Regions from separate parts of the Gossypium hirsutum genome. Here region 2 is linked to region 1. A link is a contact called in public Hi-C data. All regions are on one chromosome and are shown on one strand. The core of a region is the stretch at or near the end of the contact, and the rest is flanking DNA. Distances in the headings are between cores, read along the strand shown.

Region 1 (3,909 bases), core at 876-3,375:
AATGGTGACTAAAGTATTAAGTTTTTAAATATGATAATTTGCATTGCAATCCACATGTATTTCTTGTTAATTTTTTTAAATTTTATAAACTTATATATATTTTTTGAATTTTGATTGTTTTAATTTTTAATTTTTTTAAATTTTAAATTATTTGTTGACATTACATATAAAACAAAAATGTCATGTTAAGTGTGAAGTACACTTGGATTGCCACTTGCCATGCTAGTTAGCACGACCAAGGGTGAAGTCAGAAAACTTTTTTGGGCGACCGAAATCAAATTGTATATTTTTACGATAGTAAAAATGCAATTTCATCATTTTAATAGCCTATATCTTTATAGTTTTTAAATGATTAAATCAAATTTTTATCATTTTTGAGGAGCCAAAGTGTAATTTTATCATTTCTAATTTAAAATTTTATAAATTATAAAAAGATCTAAATAATTTTTTTTTTATTTTAGGGGGCCAAGGCCCTTGCTTGCACTCCTGGCTTTGCTACTAGGCACAACAAGATCATTAAATAATAATATTTTAATCAAAATTTTTGTTAAAAAATGATTTGACCATTTTCTAAATGCTAATAGTCAAATTTAGCTCAAAAATTAACCTTTAATGACAAATTTTGCCACTAACATTTACATGTTTTGTCAAAATAACCCTAATTATATTTTTGAGTCTTTTTTTGGCCGTTAACCTTAGGTTTTTTTTTTCAAACTGCTTTTTCAAACAGATTTAATTAAAGTACCATTATAAAACTTAATGTGGATGATGTGGAATATTTTTAATGACATGTAATTTATTACTTAGGTAACCCGATAAGATAATTACATGTGAAAAATAATAAAATAAATAAATCATACATGAAATTAAAAAATAACTCTTAATTTAAAGAAAATAAACTTAATTATCTAAAAAAAGGTTTTAAAATGAATGCATACATTTGTTTACAAAGAGGTTTTAAAAAAGATAATTAATAAATCAAACCGAAAATACTAAATATGTGCATTAATTTAAACTTTTTGTAGATAATTACGCTTATTTTTTTAAATTAAGAGTTTTTTTAACTTTATAATTTATTTATTTATTTTTATTATTTTTCACATGTAATTATTTTATTGGGTTATCTAAGTAATAAATCACAACTCATTAAATGTATGAAATTCCACGTCATCCCGTTAACTTTTTTAACTGTACTTTCTCAAATCTGTTAAAAGAACAATTTGGAAAAAATAATAAAGGTTGATGGTAAAAAAATACTAAAAATTAAATTAAGGTCATTTTAACAAAATATGTAAATATTATTGGCCAAATTTGTTATTAAGCCAAAAATTAAAAATCAATTTAACAAAAATATAAACGGATTGAATTTGACCTTAACATTTTAGAAAATCATCACCAATCCAAATTGGTTCGCTTCGTATTTTTTTTTCACTAATTTATGTGTAAAATATTTATTTTTATATTTAAAAAATATAGAAATCAAAACATAATTGTAAAATTCAATTCACATAATAACGATTGTTTTTTTTACGAACAGAATTGCTTTTCAGTTTTCTTGATATTATTCATTGATCTCTTCCTTTTATAATGAATTAATAAATTTAAAGTGACTCGAAAACATAAGCCGACCTTAGCTCAGTTGGTAGAGCGGAGGACTGTAGTTGTGAAAGCTGTTATCCTTAGGTCGCTGGTTCGAATCCGGCAGGTCGGATTATTTTCCTTCTTTTTACTTTTCCCATCCGAGATCAATTTAATTCTCTCCATTATCAATTTTATCAAATAAATGAAGTCCGAATTTTACTAGGTAAAGTTAGTTTTAATTTTTCTACTAAAAATTGTTTTAAATATTCATGTATTATGTGGCTGAAAAATTCAATCCTGTAATTTTCTTTCAACCACACAATAGTATATATATTTGGAGATAACTGGATTTTTTTAATGGGCTGAATTGGATAATAAATTAATTAATTAGGTACAAATTATAATGATTAAATAAATTTAAAACAATTTTTAATAGAAAATTAGAATAAACTTTACATAATACTCATAGTGGACAAGTTAAAATCCTGAAAATAATATAACACATGATATATATTATTAACAAAGCAATCCATCAAACACAAAAATAGCGTCGCATAACCTCAGTATTCAGACAAACCATAGCAACTACTTATTTACTTCAATGGATCAATATATGAATTCGGCTACGCAGTTCGTGGTGCAAACTTCACTTCCAACCCAAAATGTGAAAGTTATTCATTAAGGAGTCTTTGAAAAGACTTAAAAACCTGAAATGGTAAACAGGGCGCACCTCATCAGTATAACGAGCCGCATCAGACTGTGTTTTACAGAAATACATCTGACGAAGCATTTTTTCAAGTGATGCGCGAGTTTCGGGTGCTAAATTTGACAAAAAGTAGTAAAAATGATTTTAAGGTGATAATTGAAGGGAAGAAATACCTCGCAGCTCAGTTCTGCATTTAGTGTAGCAGAGTTTCTTCAAAACTTCCATTAATGGCTGCTCTAATGAGCTTCCTTACGAAAAGATGTTTAACATACAACGAGCTGATGATGACAAGGAGGCTGGTGTCCACCGAACCCATCATTGATTCTCCTTCTTTTGCTCAAAGACTTGGAGATCTTCCTACAGATCTTCTTGATACTAAAATTAAGAGCGAAGTTTACCAGGTAGTCTCATTCACAATTGTTTGCAATTAATTATTTTTGTTTTTTCCCCCTTCCTTTTGGTTTTTGACCTTTTCAAGGTTGTTTTTTCATTAAAGATTAGCGTATTCCCAATATCCCATGATCTGAGAAGGTTGTTGGATGCTTAATCATTTTTAATTTCTTTTTATGCAATCTTCTTCTCTTTTGGGTTTTCCCATTTGTTTTGTTCTAAACAATTCTTAAAAATGGATTTTTTTTTTCTTTTTAAACAGATCGTTTAGCAAGTTTGTCGTGTAGAACATAGTTACTTCACTGAATTGCCTTTTAAAGTTTAAACAATTCCTATATCTGTTGGTTTTGCTTTGCATTCTAAATATTTATTTACTTGAAGTAGTGAATTAGTAGCTCTGCTAATAAAATTCTGTCTTATTTCCTTTAAAAATGTAAAAAATCCAAGTACCATCATCTTTTTTTTTTTCATTTCAAAGTGAAACATAATGTAAAAAGTGCAAGGATTATCTTGGTGAAGACATTCAATGAAGTGAGCATGCATGGGGTAAATTGGAAGTTCAAGGATGGCTAAGCTGTGATTAACAGTCAAAAGTCTGTATAATCTGCTAATTAATTAGGCTTTGCAAAAAAGAAATAAAACTAAAAGAAAATGATAAGATGTTCAGTGACGATTATCTTAAGATTCTGCCAAAAATCGGTATGTGGATGGTCAACACCAGAGCATGCTTAATTCATAAGAGGAATAGTCGTCTCCCTGTTTATCTCTTAAAAATTTGAAATTCTTGTTTAAATGAAGTTCATCCTTTATATGAGAATTGGTTCTTACATGTTTCAGTTAATTGGAAGAACACCTCTTGTTTTTCTTAATAAAGTAACTGAAGGCTGTGGTGCATACATAGTTGTGAAGCAGGAGATGATGATGCCCACTGCTAGCATTAAAGACAGGGACTAGTTGCTTCCGAGCCCTTCATGGCATTTGGAACTTTATGATTTAGTATTAGTTTGAAGTTTTAGAGAAGTAGAGTTTGTGATACAAGGCCAAATCGAAACTAATACACACTTCTATATCAACAGACCAGCATTCTCCATGATTACCGATGCAGAAAAGAAAAACTTAATTTCTCCCGGAAAGGTTCGGCTTTTGCCGAAGGGCATCATTAAATTGTTGATGGAAACTGTGAATTCCTATATGATTTGAACTTTGATGTTGAGTGGCTTTAATTTCTACCC
Region 2 (3,909 bases), core at 737-3,236, 180 kb after region 1:
TGACCTCAGAGAAAGGATGAGATTTCGGGTTGGTTTTAAGTAAAAATAACTAGGATTTCATGGTGAAATATTTATTACATTAAATAAACCATCCCAATAGCATCAATCCAATCACAAACATGATGAGATAAACTGGAAAACAACATTCTATTCTGTTTACAGACACAAAGCTCCTTCACAAATTTCAAACTCAAACAAACTATTTAATATGATGGGAACTGATAGCCACCATTAGTATGCGGTATTATATCACAAAACCCAGTGGATCCATAACCATGTATTTATACTTTACTTGATAATTGTTGTTTACCTTGCTTTGGAGAAATTTCATGGACCTCCATTGGCAATTTTGACCATAGCACTGACTCCACCTTTTCATTCCTCCTACGTATGATTGCTGATAAGCTCAGCAATAAACACACAAGAGCAATCAAAGGAAGCAGAAAACCAACTCTTCTTTTCCTTGGCAAACACTTCAAAACTGACTCTGCAGGCAACGTACCGTCGAAACTACCCATCCAGTTACTTATCTTCATGATCTCCACTCCATTTAGGATAGCATCCACCGCGTATGCCATGCTCTTGTTCGAAGGTCCAACAGTTACATTCACTATCCCGGAATGATCAGCATCAACTACCAAGTCCACAAAAAACGGAGAAGCCAACAAATAATTGGTAACGGCCGAAGGATCCAAATCTTTATATGCCAAATGTCCATTAACATAAACATTGAAAAACAACAATCCAAGGGATATGCTAGCAATATCGCAGAAATGGAGTCTAACAAGATACTGATAACCCTCAATCACCGGAAACTCCCATGAAAGGTTCACATTAGGAATCGAAGCATTCTTGCTCTCGATTAACCGAGCCGAATTATATACATTATCAGGACCAACTTCACGACTTGCACCACCTTCTTGGTACTTAATCCTACCACTAAAATACACCCTATTTGATCCTTCCTTCGATTTAAAGTAGTCGTCATCAGGCAACCAAGTCCTCCACAGAGAATCATTAAATGGAGTGACTTTAGGACCTCCTATAGTTACCCTATACATAACTTCAAATGCTTGTTTATTTAAATTCTCAACTTTATCACCATTCACAGACTGAGCAGTTTCAAGTATCAAATCTTTAGGTGCAGATATCACTTCAATCGCACTAACAAAAGCAAATTTCGATTTTTCAGCAGGAAGAAAAGTAATTTCAACCTTTTCAGAGTTAAACCAAAGCAAATATTCGATAACCTTAGGACCCACCGAACCCCCACCACTAAAATTGGTCAAAGCTACCAACCCATTAACCAAAACGTGAAATTTAGAGTCAGCAAGATTCAATTGTGGTGAACTGAATCGGTGAAAATGGAGACGTAACATGTGTGTCCCTGGATCCTTGACATCGAAAACATATTTAGACGGTGCCTTGAAAACCCTGGCGGTATGATAGATCGGAGGCAGACCCGGCAGCAAAGTTCCAGCACAGAGTGAGAACAATTGAGGTGAAGAGAGATGCGAGTGAGAAGAATCGGACGAGTCGGAGACGAAGCGACGATTATCTACGGTGGCATCCAGCAAGGCGCCACAATTGACGAGATAATTGTCCACCGGAGAGAAAGATAAAGAGAGATCGCAAGAGACCAAGAAATAAAGAAGGAAGAAAGAGAAGCCCAATCTCGTAAACAAAGTTTCCATGGGAGAAAACGGATCAAAGAATATGCAGGAAGTGAAGGAAAAATGGGGAAGTAGATATGATTGAGCGTGGTTTTGTGAGACTGAGTCAAAAAGGAGACGACCTGAGTTAACGCGAAAATTGATGAGTCAAGATAGTTGTCAGGACACGGGAGATTCTAATTATATCTTTTGGGATTTAGGTGAGAAATGCGCGTTGCCGCTGGGGTAAGCAACGTGCGTATGAAACTTGACACCGCACCACCCAATCAATCTTCATTTGAAAACATATTAATAATAATAACCTTCACATACCAGTTTTAATTTTATGTTTATAATTTACGCCACTTGGACGTTTTACTTTCATTTCAACGTGTTGTTTATGTTTTTATTTGATTAGAGTAAATATGAGTGGATCCAATCTAGCTTAAATTTATTTTTCTTAAATTGGTTAGCCTGGGGAAACAAACAAGTCTATTTTTTAGATTGAGTCAAACTCGAATTTAAAAAATTAATCTAAATATTTTACGTGAATTTGTCCGAATTCAACTCAACTCTGATTCATGAAAACCTCTAAATACACATCACGTATAACGTAAAGAAAAGGGCTTTTTTAGAAATTTGACACATCCAAGAATTTTTAGAAATTTAAAATTTGAAGGGCTTTTTTTTTGGGGGGGGGTAAAAGAGAAGGGCTAAGCCCTTAAAAGGCCGCAACAAAATTCGCTGTAGAATTTACTTCTGGGAACACATGATGAACGAATTTAACAATCCATTGTCTGCAACACAAGTATTTGATATAACTTCATCCAAAATCAGCCTTGTTAATCATATCCACCACCATTGCATTGTCATTTTCAATGACTACCTTCTTCAACCCCTTTGTCCAAGCAACATAAATGGACCATAATTCTGCTTGGATTATGTCTATTAAAGCCCAACAGCCGTTCTCCCTTCTCATCTCGAATCAAATCCCCAACTATTGCCATCTCGGTTGTTATATTAACAGCGCCATTCGTGTTCACTTTGATCCAACCAGTGCTCAGTAGCTGTTGCTGATCATAAGATCATTTTATTCAACTTGTTTGATACTTCTTGCCCAGCTAATTCTTTGGTTTTGTGTTGCAACATCACAAAAATTATGATTTGCAAATACCCAAAGTTCATCTGTTTCCACAATTTTCAACAGACCACTCCAAACAAGGTACTCCAATCCACCTCTTCTAAATGAAATATTGTATCATGCTGAATATTAAGCAAGTGGCAAATTGAAGAAGTTACCTCTAATTTGCTGCGACACAAAGTGAATCCATGTCGAATGCGAAGCTGCACAATCTCTGATCACATGCAAGGTCGTCTCTCGGAAACATTCGCAAATTAAGCATGAGGCATCTGTAGCCATCCCGCGTTTACACCTTTCGGAGTTCGTTAACAATCTATCATTTACCATTAGCCATAATTAAAACTGGACCCTTTGCGAGCATTTGAGTGTCCATATTATAATCCATCTCTTGCCCATTGGCGCCCATCTTCCCTTCGCTAAACTCGTATAACTTTTAGACACAGAATTGACCAATTTTAGACCAATTCCACAAGCAATTATTGGATCCAGCAACTTCACTTGGAGGAAATACAGTTGCAATTAGCTCCACTTCCAACATCCTAACGCATCAACGTCTATGGACTTATCAGAACAATGATCCCGTAATGGACCAACATTAGGTACCCAGGCACCCAACCAAAATTTAACACTTTTCCCCTCACCTATTGTCCACCATTCGATTTCTTTTATTTCTCCCCAAATCCTAGTAGTAAGAGACTTCCAAACAATAGAATTTGCTATCAAAGTTGGTTTTCGACTTGTGCCAATCGGCCTCCAAACAAAGCATCTAACCATTTTCTCCATATTCCCTAAGGCTCACTGAATTTGGAATAGCCATAAGGATAGATCTCGCATGTAACATGTTCCGCTAAAGACGACAAATTTACATTCCACCTAGTTAATCTTTTTTAACCTTATCGATAATAAATTTATAGGTTATGAAATAAAAATACTTCCAGATAAACTCCTAAAACTCTTTAAAATTCCAACATTCCACTTATGGAGCAAGAAATTTCATCACCCACATTTTTAAAATACTTTTTCTTAATTTTCCAACTATTTATTCGATTGCCTAAAAATAATAAATTGATATAAGATATTCTTAATTATCCGTACCTATCCTAAATCTACCTCACA

The links. A called contact is a pair of places that touch in the nucleus more often than the background predicts.
Region 2: a Hi-C map of leaf shows a contact between it and region 1, with 2.3 times the contacts expected there. The contact joins the promoter of LOC121209722 here to the promoter of LOC121209718 in region 1. A contact is called at or near these places in 2 of 34 Hi-C or Micro-C datasets (both in leaf).

The regions. Positions count from the first base shown.
Region 1 is chrA11:8,803,899-8,807,807 of Gossypium_hirsutum_v2.1, forward strand. It overlaps LOC121209718 (L-3-cyanoalanine synthase 1, mitochondrial), which reads left to right and starts at 2,126. Exons shown (of 2, transcript XM_041080948.1): 1 at 2,126-2,688; 2 at 3,515-3,909. The coding sequence starts at 2,515. The coding sequence ends at 3,631. The region is part of intron 6 of LOC107924412 (bifunctional L-3-cyanoalanine synthase/cysteine synthase 1, mitochondrial); the gene reads left to right. TRNAY-GUA (transfer RNA tyrosine (anticodon GUA)) reads left to right here and starts at 1,625; the gene lies at 1,625-1,711.
Region 2 is chrA11:8,981,960-8,985,868 of Gossypium_hirsutum_v2.1, forward strand. It overlaps LOC121209722 (probable receptor-like protein kinase At5g24010), which reads right to left and starts at 1,987. Exons shown (of 1, transcript XM_041080958.1): 1 at 56-1,987. The coding sequence starts at 1,694. The coding sequence ends at 282.